Regions from separate parts of the Mus musculus genome. Here regions 2 and 3 are each linked to region 1. The links are chromatin contacts, called in public HiChIP or PLAC-seq and promoter capture Hi-C maps. All regions are on one chromosome and are shown on one strand. Each heading gives the region's core, a stretch centred on a gene start, on an enhancer-like site or on the middle of the called end of the contact. The rest is flanking DNA. Distances are from core to core; before and after follow the strand shown.

What was found. Promoter capture Hi-C pulls out the DNA fragments that hold promoters and counts their contacts. HiChIP or PLAC-seq counts read pairs in DNA pulled down with a chosen protein or histone mark.
Region 2: an H3K27ac HiChIP or PLAC-seq map of microglia shows a contact between it and region 1, with 5 times the contacts expected there. The contact joins the promoter of Gga1 here to the promoter of Csnk1e in region 1. A contact is called at or near these places in 2 of 484 Hi-C or Micro-C datasets (both in embryonic stem cells) and 3 of 115 datasets of contacts at active chromatin or transcription factors (bone marrow-derived macrophages, microglia and pancreatic cancer cells).
Region 3: a contact with region 1 is called in a promoter capture Hi-C map of cranial neural crest. The contact joins the promoter of Mgat3 here to the promoter of Csnk1e in region 1. A contact is called at or near these places in 1 of 39 promoter capture datasets (cranial neural crest) and 1 of 115 datasets of contacts at active chromatin or transcription factors (pancreatic cancer cells).

Annotation. Positions count from the first base shown.
Region 1 is chr15:79,440,302-79,444,264 of GRCm38.p6, reverse strand. Csnk1e (casein kinase 1, epsilon) reads left to right here and starts at 2,208. Exons shown (of 11, transcript NM_013767.6): 1 at 2,208-2,337.
Region 2 is chr15:78,875,332-78,879,407 of GRCm38.p6, reverse strand. It overlaps Gga1 (golgi associated, gamma adaptin ear containing, ARF binding protein 1), which reads right to left and starts at 2,218. Exons shown (of 17, transcript NM_145929.2): 1 at 1,791-2,218. The coding sequence starts at 1,833.
Region 3 is chr15:80,172,464-80,176,049 of GRCm38.p6, reverse strand. It overlaps Mgat3 (mannoside acetylglucosaminyltransferase 3), which reads right to left and starts at 2,329. Exons shown (of 2, transcript NM_010795.4): 1 at 2,212-2,329.

The DNA.
Region 1 (3,963 bases), core at 959-3,458:
GGTTTGTCTGCCTGCATCTTGTGGGTCAGCGGAGGGTGGCCCCGGGAAAGATGCCATCCAGCTATACCTCTGGGCTTGAAAGCTGGAAGTTGGAGGGGAGGATCTTTGCGAGGAGCTGAAGGCGGAGCCCTTGGCTGTTAGAATGAGGCAGGATTTCTGTTTGGGAGAAGGCTCCCTCCTTTCCTCCCTCTCCTCCACTGGGTTTTGCGTCACGGCTGTTTCCCCTTAGAGCTCAGCTGCAAAGCTCTGTAGAGGGCTCACAGCTTGGACTCATGAGGGTGTAGGAAGGAAGAGGCTCAGGCAAAAGGCAGCTGTGTGGGGAGCCACCTTCCAAGGGGGGTAGATCTGGGAGAGGGAGTCTAGGAAGGTCCAGCCACCCTGTACTCTTCTGAAGGCCTGGTGTGTGTGTGTGTGTGTGTGTGTGTGTGTGTGTGTGTGTGTGTTAGAACTGGGGACTTTTAAGACCAGCTACCCCTGGATACCCAGCAGAGAGTCTATAGCTGGAGGGTGTGGGCCTGGGAGAGGCTGCAAGTCCTGAAATGGAGGGCAGGTGACAGGATGAGGAAGGGAAGCTGGGACAGTGGACTCCAGACGGAAGATTTGTTCCAAAGGACCTGCGATGACCAAGAAGGGGAGGAGAGTGGCTTTAGGCAGCGCTGGCTGAGTTCCATCTCCAGACAGGTTCACCCTTGATCCATACCCCCGCGTGAGGGCTGAGGTACCTCCAATTCCCTTTCTGGAAACCACAGAGTGAACATCAACTCTGTCTGCTGTCCTCACTGGAGAGGGTTAAATGAGCTGAATGCCTCTCCTGGCGCTGCAGCAGAACAGGCCTACGTTTGGAAAGCTGGGCCCATGTTGGAAGGTTTGGGTGGTAACATTGCTAGGAGGACATTGATGCTTGCTGTGTTCTGCTCAGTCTTGCCAAGGCCCCACGGCCTGGGCTCTGACCACTGAGGCTGACTGCTGTCCAGACCAGCTGCCTCTGGTGAGGATTTGTGCCCTGCGTGGCCAAGGCTTCAGGAGAGAATGCGGGCCTGTCATACAAAACCTGCCAATTGTGAATCAATTGACAAACGCAAAGCCAAAAAGCACCAAGCGGGCCATGCTCAGTCCACCACCTGGGCAGAGAGAGCCAGTTGCCCGGTTTACCATCACAGAGGCCTCTGGAGGCAGCTCCTCCTCATTCTCCTGGTCTTCTGATCGGCATCCCCAGGTCCACCAGATGAACATGGCCATCTTGCTGGGCTGTGTGGGCCTGGGCAGACCTTTTGCCCTCTCTGGGCCACAGTATCCTGCCCTCCTGCCCTGTGATAGGACCTGGTCTATAGGTCTCCCAGCAATCTCCTCAGCCTCGGGGAGAAGATGCGGTTATTATGAAGTGACTCTTTCTGAGATGTGCTTCCGGGGTGATCAGAGGTACTATGTCCACAGTAACAGTTGTGTGTGTGTGTAGAGAGAGAATGTAGGTGTGTCATAAGTTGGAGCTTTGCATGACCCACTGTAAATATCATTTTAATAGCCTTGTGCTGGGACCTTCCATGGTGGAGCTGGAAGCTGGTGGGAAGCCTTCATTAACTCTCCCATGACCTGGGAAGGCTATGGTCCTTCTTCCTCGTTTGCAGTTAAGGACATTCAGGCATTGTCTGGGGGATGACTTTGTTGAATGAGCACCTCTGGGTCCCTGACTCACGTGTGAGTTCTTGGTGAGGGGCAGGGGGCTCAATGGGTGAAACTACGTTGGAATCTGAGGGACTGTCACAGTGGATCTGAACGGCAGAGGACAGAGCAAAGAAAAGTGTCTGCCTGGAGTTTTCTCTGACCACACATCCTTGGTCCTTGTCCACGCCCCTCAGTCCCTATGCTTTATTCCCAAAGCCCCTGGCCAGTGTTCTCTACAGCCTTCAGGCTACTGAGCCCTAAATCTCTTTTGCAGTGCCAGGAGTCTCAGCTGATTCTCTCGGGGGTCCCCGCAGCTTTGGCTGGAGATAGGGCAAGGCCTGAGTATAGGAAATCTTAGTTTTGTGTGCCCCTCACCCAGGGTGGCAGCGTCAGAACACGCTCTCCGGGGGCTGCGGGCCCTTTAAATCCTCCGGGGCGGCGGCGGCGGGCGGGGGATGACATCAGCGGGCGGGCCCGGGGCTCAATGGGAACCGCGGGGACGCGCGCGCGGGTAGGGAGCGCGCGAGCCGGCGGCGGGGGCGGGCGGCGGGAGGCGGCGGAGCGCGGAGCCTGAGCCCGGCCGGGCCGAGCGCAGCGCAGCGGGCCGGGGAGAGGCTGGCGCGCCCGCGGCCCGGCGAATCCTCTGGCATCCGCCCCGGCGGCCGCCCCGGCGCGGTGAGCATCGGGGGCCGGGGAAGCGGGGTTCCCTCCGCCTCTTTGTGTTTTCTTTTTGCGCGAGCGCGGGGCGGACACGCGCATCCGCGCAGGGCTGGGGGCGCCGCCCGTGAGGACAAAGGCGCGGCCGGGGACGCGGAGGGGACGGGCGCTTCGCAGGCCGCCGGGTGCACCGAGGCGGCCCCGGGTTGGGGCGGGGGACCTGCGGCAGGGGCCTGGCTGGGGTCCCGGGGGCGCTCGGGTTCCGGGCCGGCCTCGGCCCCTCCTCTGTGTCCTGGGCTCCGGGTCACCGAGGCCGTTCTCGCGTAGGGTGGGGGCGCGCGGGGGTCCTAAGTGATGGGGTGCGTGGTCACCCGGGCCACCGGCTTTGTTTTCCTTTGTGGCGAGAAGAAGGGAGGGGGTTATTTATCGCTTGGCTTCTCATTGCGGTGTGCGAGACAGCCTTGTGCTTCAAGCCTGTGAAAGCTGGGTGCCTGGGCGCCTCAGAGGCAGGGCTGCGACTTAGGCCACCCCCTCCCCCTACTTTGTCCAGAGTTTCCCCACATATTTCTTAGCATAGCCTCCCTTTGGAAAGGGGGTCTAGAGAGAGAGAGAAGGGGGTGCAGTTCCAATGAATACTTGCGTTTGGGACGCCTTTCCTAGGTTTAGGGCATTCCTTCAGTTTTTATTCTACTGATTCATTGACCAGGGTCTTGGCCCTGTGGAAGGTGGGTGGTGTGTGTGTCAGGAGGTGTGTGTGTATGGCAGGGTGACACGGGACTGCCCATGTGCCCAGCTGCTTGTAGTTGTAATTTTTCTAACCAGCTGAGAAGTCTTGACTCCTCATGGCCACCCCCCCCTTTTTTTAACTTTGTTTATTCCCCTCCCCCACCCCTCCCGTAAGGGACAGAGTGAAGAATTGGAAAGCTACTCTGATTTCCTGAAGGAGCCCCCACCCCAAAGTCAATTTCTTGGGGTGGCGGTGGAGGGGGGCTTTTAAGTGGAGGAGGGCTGGGACACGCTAGACTCCAGGGCTCTGGTCTCCAGGGTGGGGAGACCCTGGCGTTGGTAGGGTCCTTCAGGGTTGGTGATTGTGCAGAGAGCCGTGAGTGGAGAGGGGCTTGGGGGGTCATGTGCAGTGTATTTATGTAAGACTCCCAGACAGAGGGCACTGGTATTTATATAACCTGGCGTGGGTATTTATGTAATATAGGATGCAGTATATTTATGTTCCTTTCCTAACCTGTGGCTTTCCCAGATGCCATGTATGGTCTCTGAGTCGGCGTTAGTGGAAACCCGGCTTTGGGGGGGGGGGGTGTTTGTGAGTACACAGCCAGCCCCCCCTTTCCTGTAGGGATCCTAAGTGTGAGCCTCTACTCCCATGTTCCCCTTGGCGGGTGCCCTTAGCAAGCTGGACCATGTGTGGACCTGTGGTGCCAGGCTGGTGGGTTTTCTGCAGATATGCAGTCCTGTTCTTGGCAATCAGGGCAACTCAGCCATGTGGGCAAAGACCCATGATGGGAGAGCCCAGAGTTTGGCTGGCACCCAGCGGCAGCCACTTCCTTGTGGCTGGTAGAAGGACAGTGGTGGCTCTCGGGGACTTAGTACTAGGCTAGGGTGTCTCTCCTGGCTTGGCTCTCTCGCTTC
Region 2 (4,076 bases), core at 969-3,468, 560 kb after region 1:
AAAAGGGCTAGAACAGGAAGTCCTCGAAGTGTCAAAGGCACGTGAGCCCCAGCAAGGGTGGAGCCAAGCAATCCGAGTCAGGAGCCAGGGAAGAGGAAACTCTGGCCAGGATCAGTTTCTCCCCAGCATTGAGCAAACGGAAGATCTTAGAACTGGAAGAGACATGACCCCACCCCTTTCCCCAACCTCCACAGTGCGTGTGCGTGTGTGTGTGTGTGTGGGGGGGGGGGCTCATCTCCCCTGGCAAGTGGCAGAGGAAAGTACTTGAGGGAGAGAGGTATTTCACAACTGGGCATGACTCTTCAGATGCTGTCCTGGCTAGTTTTGTGTCAACTTGACACAGCTGGAGTTATCACAGAGAAAGCAGCTTCAGTTGGGGAAGTGCCTCCATGAGATCCAGCTGTAAGGCATTTTCTCAATTAGTGATCAAGGGGGAAAGGCCCATTGTGGGTGGGACCATCTCTGGGCTGGTAGTCTTGGTTCTATAAGAGAGCAGGCTGAGCAAGCCAGGGAAAGCAAGCCAGTAAAGAATATCCCTCCATGGCCTCTGTATCAGCTCCTGCTTCCTGACCTGCTTGAGTTCCAGTCCTGACATCCTTTGGTGATTAACAGCAATGTGGAAAATGTAAGCTGAATAAATCCTTTCCTCCCCAACTTGCTTCTTGGTCATGATGTTTGTGCAGGAATAGAAACCCTGACTAAGACAGATGGGGAAAATATCTATGGTCCTCTTTTACCTCTGACCTCCTGAGACCCGTGCAGTACTGTATCTCATGCAGTCCATGGTCACTGTCTCCTTCTAACCACCAATCAACCCCACTGCCAGGCTGACTCTCCTCCGCCCCCCCCCCCCCCCCCAGATCGGTGAGCTCTGGGAATCAACCTTCCAGTTCAACTTCCTTCGAGGCTGGCTTCAAAGATGCTGACCATGTCGGCCCACACCACCCTGCACAGATCCTTGCTATATCTCAGACCAGGAGGTTGAGCTTGAGGATAGACCGGAAGGCTTCTCTGGGTCACATCCCTGAAAGGCCTTGGGACAGACCTGTCACTAAATGGACCAGAAGAGCCAACCTGCAGCTCCCAGGGGCAGAGTTCAGGAATGGGGTTGGCAAGGCCAAGGATCTTCAACAAGCAGTGTGGGACAGGGAGAACAGAGGATGGGGCTTGGAAGCCAGAGTTGGAGGAAGCTGTTTCGAAGGAGACAGGAAACAAGGACAGAGGCCTGGGGAGGAGGCTCAGCAGGGGCTAGGAAAGCAATCTGGGACGCAAAGCAAGGCTGGGCTTGGGTATAACGACAGAGAACTTGATTTCCTTATGGAGTCTTAGACGGGACCCTTTCAAGCACTGGGAGTTTCTCCAGGCGCGGACAGAGCTGGATCAGATGGGCCAGGGGTCCCCCCTTTCCTGGGCTGGGGGACCGAGCAGATCTAAGAAGAGCTGCGGGCACAGGGTTTGAAAGACTCAGGCCCTGAGGAAGTGGGGGGATCCCTCTAGGGGAAGACTCGAGGGTCTGCGCTTTGGTGCAACAGGCAGGGCCTTCGGGGGTCCGGGATAACTCTGCGCCACCGGGTCACCGGGGTGGGTGGGCGGCGCCCGCTCCCGGCCAGGCTGCGCGCAGCTGCCAGGGTCCGAGCGGAGCGACAGACTGGGGCGCCGCCCCTCCGGGTCGGGGGGCGGGGCGTGAGGAGGGGGCGCGCGGACCCCGCCCCGCCGGGAGAGAGAGAGGGGCCAGCCTCGCGCCCCCGGTTCCGGTTCCGGTCCGGCTCGCGCCCCTCCCGGACACTCACTGATTCGTGCCTCCAGAGTCTCCGGCTCCATCGCGGGCTCCATCCGCCACGGGCCCCCGGCCTCGGCGCCGCCCCCCGCCCCCCGGCCGCTCTCGCGGGAACTCCTCGGCTCCGCCCTCGGCCGGTTAAAGGGGCCGCGTCCACCCCGCGGAGTAGGAACGCGGCACCGGGACGCCGGGCACCATCGAGACGCGGGTGGAGCCGCCTAGAGCGTCGCCTCGTCGGCGCCCCTCCCCCTGGCGGCTGGCGGAGTCGCCGGTGGGGCTGGTCGGCGGCCTCGCAGCTCCGGGCGCTCGGGCGGGAGAGGAAGAGGAGAGCCTGGGGGTGGCGGGCGGCACCATAGAAACCCCGCGGGACCGCTCTAACTCAGTTAGCGTCACGCAGAGACCCGTGACCGCTTCCGGGACAACGCTCCGGAGCCATGTTTCTGAAGGGGTTCTGAAGTCACTTCCGGAGCCCTCAGGGGTACTTCCGCTTACGTGGGAAGATGTCAAAGTCCCTTAAAAGGGCAACTGGGCACTGTGGCCGCCGCCAACGCGATGAGGTTAAGCTAACGTTTGTTTAGCTCTTAAAGCCCTAGGCATTGTTCTGAGCAGTTTTTTCCCCTTTGAGACAAGGGCTCACTGTCTTGCTCTGGCAGTCCTGAAGCTCGCTCTGTAGAATAGGCTGGCGTGGAATTCCTGAGATCCGCCTTTTTCCGCCTCCCAAGTGCAGACATTAAAGAAGTGTGCCACCACGCCCAGCAAAGGGCTAAGTCTTTTTTTTTTCTTAACCTATGAATCTACATTCAAACCCGGGAGCCAGGTTATGAGTTTGCCTGAGGTCATTAGGGGTCAGTGCTTGCACCGAGTACTTAATTCTGCATTCAGTTTAGAAACTCCTTGCATTTGGGTTATTCGGTGCCCAGCCCTGGAGAGAAAGACAAGGCCAGATATATATCCTACAAGGTGATGATAACGCCCGCACTTATCAGACAGAGGCAGGAGGTTATCAGTTCAAGGCCAGTGTGGAATATCGTATCTCAAAGCACGTAACACTCTCAAGGTGATGGGGAAGCCAGAGAGGTGGTGGCAAAATGAGAGGTTATCTTTCCCCAAACTGGAATGGTGACGACGTCAGGCTCTTTTTTTGAGGTGGTTTAGGAGGAGGCAAAATGTGAGGTACTTTCACCCGCTTTTTCCACCCTCTGCGGTCGCCTTGGCTAATTCTCAGGAATGCCAGTTCGCTCTCTGTAGCCTCTGGCGGCCGTCGGGGGAACTGGCTACTGTGCCCTCTCCAGCGAGCCTGTGCCAGGAAGAGTTAAAGAGCATCTGAGACCAAGGAACCGGCGAATCCAGTTCCGCATGCCTGTGGCCTTGGAGGGATCAGTATTCACCTTGCAGAACCAGTTACCTCATTTCAGTCGGGTTTTCTTCTGAACCCAACTCTCAGTGAGACGTTTAATTCTCTCCTGCAACCTATAAGATACGGGAGAGGGTAACAAGATGGGCTCCGCCTGCTTTGTTTTCTTTATTTTTAAAATTGTTAATGAAATAAAACCCAACTGCAGGCCGGGCAGTGGTGGCGCACGCCACCTAGCACTTGAGAGGAAGAGGCAGGTGAATCTCCGAGTTCAAAGTCAGCCTGGTCTACGGAGCGAGTTCCAGGACCCAGGGCTACACAGAACAAAACCCAAAACAAAAACCCAAACTGCATTTGCCAAATTGATTTAAAGTCAGATCACTACTCACAGGCACTTTTGGTGGAGCGACAGAGGCAGGGTCTCCTGTAAGCCTAGGCAGGCCTTGAACGCACTATAGACTTGATCTCTGATCCTTCTTTCTCCACCTTCTGCGTGCATCACCACACCTGCAAGAGAATAGGACTTCTTGCAAGCTAAGCAACACGCTACCAACTGAGAGACATCTCCAGCTACTTCTGCCTCCATCTAGAGTCCTTATAGCCCAAGCTGGCGATTTCTGTGGTACCTAGCATTTCATATAAACATGTTAGGCAGACACATCACCACCTGAGCTCTAACCTCCAGCTGCCCCACAGTGTATTTCTTTGCATGCTTGTGGTTTGTGTCCCTCCCTGCCTCTGGGAAGTCTCATCCTGAAGCATTGCATCTGGTGAATCCCTGAGTTTCTTTTCCTGTTGCTGTGATTAAACTGCTCTGATAAAAGCAACTTAAAGAAGACAGGGTTTCCCACAATTCAAGGGGAGGAGAAATCAAGGCGGTGGCAGCTGGGCCCATCACAGCTGCAGCTGAGAAACAGGGCAGAGAGAGTGTGGAATGCACACTGC
Region 3 (3,586 bases), core at 1,080-3,579, 730 kb before region 1:
ACAGCCAGCTGGCATCAGATGGCCTCATTTTACAGGTAACAATACCAATGCGGCAGCCAGCAATTTCCCACCATGGTGCAGGTGTCAGGCATCCTTATATGCCACCTCACTTCTAGTCCTCGCCAAAATCCTGGGGAGGACTCTCGACTTCACAGAGGTGGAAACTGAGGCTCAGGGCACCAACTTCCTGAAGTGAGACAGCTACAGATCCTCACATACACACACATACAGACAAACATATACTCGCACACAGACACTCACAGACACTCACATAGACATTCACACACACATACACACACTCACATATACTCACAGACACACATAGACGCTCATATACACGCAGACATACACACAGACACTCACCTACACACTCACATACATATACACACACACATATACACACACATAGACATTCACATACACACACACACAGACACTCACACATACAACCATACCTCACAGCACAGCATGGGGTAACTGATGAGCACTAATGACAAGACACACAGAGTTCCAAAAGAGGCCGCTGAGGCCATTTGCTCAATCCCTGCCAAGAACAGCTAGCTCCCTGCAGTCCCCTGGAGCCAGTCCTAGCTTCCTGGTGTGGACATCCACATTTTCTCTACCTGGCCATCCTGTTCGGAAGCGCTCTTCAGAGGTAATCAGGCGTTCCCACTGGCGTACCCTCGGGGACCTAACAGCAGCTTATGCCGGTGCACGAGGTGTGCTAGGTGCTGCCCATAAAATAGGGCTCCAGTCACCCCAGAGCTCTCTCATCTCTGTCAGAACTCTTATCTCTGTCTCCCTGTGTGTCTGCCTCCATCTATCTATCCCTCATGTCCACACTCCAAGGCACACCTTGGCACCACCTGCCAAAAGTACCCCCACCTCACCTCTCACGGCATTTGTCCTATCACTGGTGTTGGGACTCAGATTCGAACCATGGTTGTTGCAACCATAACATACAGTACTAATCACTATACAACCACAGCTGGCCACACATGGATACCCACTCTTCAGCTCATTTCTCCTCGTGGTTCAGTGTCCCACCATGCTACACACCATCTCTCAACACACCAGAGAGCACATCTCTCGGTCCTTTCTCTTACTATTTCTTCAGCCCTGGGAACTTTTCCGTCTTCCAGTAGGTTCTTCCTCCCTAGAGCAAAGAGCCCCTCTTTCTAACTTTCCCAGAAACCCTGCCTATCTCCTTAGCGTTGGGCAGCACTAATAATCCTGGAGTTGCCAGCTCCCAGAAGGAGAGAGCCTTGTCTTGCTCTCCCTGTCATCCTCACGGTTGGCTCATTGCCTGGACCTTTAATAACTGTGTCCCTCCAGGTCAATCCCCCATGAAGGCATTTCTGCACCCGTGTCCCAGAGATGATGGAGGACCACAGAAAAATCCCAGTAGGGAAAATGTTCCTGCCTACATCCCCCTTCTGAGTTCCGCAGGCGAGGGAACATCATCAGACCTCAGGCCATCGGAGATGACTGGGGCGCAGCAGTCAGAGATGCTGCGCCCCAGCTCAGGCACCCCCGCCACTAGCACAACCAAGCAAGCTCCCCTCCCCACCCCAGCCCGGTTCTAGAACTATTTGTAGATATTTATAGCGCCCTCCCCCAGCCAGGAGCCCTCCTCCGCCCTGGGCAGTGCAGTGCAAAGAGAGGGAGACCCCTCCCCAGTAGAAGGTGGGGGCCTCTCATGCTAAGCTTTTCCCTGCTCCCCACTAAGGCAGCTGTAGTTACAGCTCCAGCCACAGCCCCCACACTCGCCCAGCACCCCAACCGCGCCTGGGCCTCGGCCAGCAGCCGCAGCAGCCCGGGATCGGGGGTGGGGAAGGCAAGAGCTGAGGCCTCGCGCCCCCAGCCCCGAGCTGCGCCGGAGGTGGAAGGGAGCGCAGCGCACAAAGCATGGCTGGAGCTCCGCGCCTCGGGACGCCCCCACCCCACCCCGGTCCAGCCAAGGGAGGGGGTCGCCGCGCCAGGCTCTGCCCCGCGGCCACGGAGAGCTGCGGAGAGCAGGCGGGTGGGGGCAGGGGGCGCCGGTTAAGCAGTCCCCCACATCTCGCCCCTACTCGGCCCCATGCCCCCGCCCCCGGGGCTGCGGGACCACCACGGGGGGAGACGGGAGTGGGGAGGACGCGGAGGCGAGGCCTGGGGTGCGGGGAAGATGCAGGGCTGCGGCGCGGGTCCCCGGCTCCAGGGTCAACTCACCCATCGTCCGCTGGGTCTCAGCAGCGGCGGTAGAAGCAGCGGCGGCGGCGGCTCCGGGGCCCCCGGGGTCCCCGGCGGGGAGATGCTGGCGTCCGCCGCAGCCTCTCCTCGCCCCATCCCGGGCTCCGGCGGCGGCGGCTGCGGCGGGCGCCCGGCATCGCAGGCAGCGCGGCCCGGGCCCGGCCCGATCCCCGCCCCCCACCCCACCTCCACCCCGTCCCGCGGGCCCGGCGCGGCCGCTTGACTGCACCCCGGGGCGGTAGCGGGGGCGCGGCGGCGAGGCCGAGCGCTGCGCTGGAGGTGCCCGCTCCCGCCGGCCCCCGCCCCGCCCCCGCGCGGCCGCGTCCCCTCCCCCGCCAGCCGGGCTTTGCGCGCTCCGGGCCAGGGGCGCCTGGACCGCGAGCTCCCGCCACCGCCCCGCGCCTCTTTCGTGTGTATGTGTGTGTTTCTGTGTGTGTGTGTGTGCGCAGCAATCGGACGCGCGAGTGTGCGCGTGCCCTGCCTGTGACCGTGCGTGCGCCGGCCCACTGCCCGGGCGTCCTGTGCGGGTGTGTGTGCTGTGTGAGGCGGAGCTGGCCAAAGTGCTTGTCGGGCTCTGCGTGTGAGTGGATCTGTGTGTCTGTGTTCTGCAGCGTGTGATAGATTGGCCCTTATGTGCATGGGGTGTGTAGATAGATCCGTACTGTGGCGTGATTGTGGGCATACTGTGGCTGGGGGCACAGGCCTCCTGTGTGGTGGTGTGACAAAGTCCTGACCGGTGTGTACATCACTGTAGCCCTATGCAGAGGCCTGGTACAGGAAAGCGTCTAAAACACTGGGTACTGGGTCGACACAGTGTCCGTGCTAGTTTGTGTCTTGCTCGGATGTGTTGGCCTCTGTACATCCTTCTGCCTCCACCCTCTTCATCAATGCACAAAGCCACCCATGAGGCGCAGAGGGTGACAGAATGTGCTGGATCTGGGATTCAACCCCAGACTTGGAGGTTTCTCCATTCTTCTTCCCCACCCCCCACCCCCAGGATGCTGCTTATAATGGGCATCTCTAGCACTCAGGTCACCTATGATAGATTTATTTATTTTGTTTTTTCAAGACAGGGATTCTCTTGTGTAGCCCTGGCTGTCCTGGAACTCAACTCTGTAGACCAGGCTGGCCTTGAACTCACAGAGATCTGCCTGCCTCTGCCTCCTGAGTGCTGGGATTAAAGGCGTGCACCACCAACACCCGGCTCTAAATGATCTAAATATCCCCAGAGCCCTGCTGGATTGCAGTCAGAAGCACCTGACATGGGTGCTGGGACTTGATCTCAGATTCTCTGGAAGGGTGCTCTTAACCACTGAGCCATTTCTCCAGCCCTGACACTTTTTCTTGATTTGAG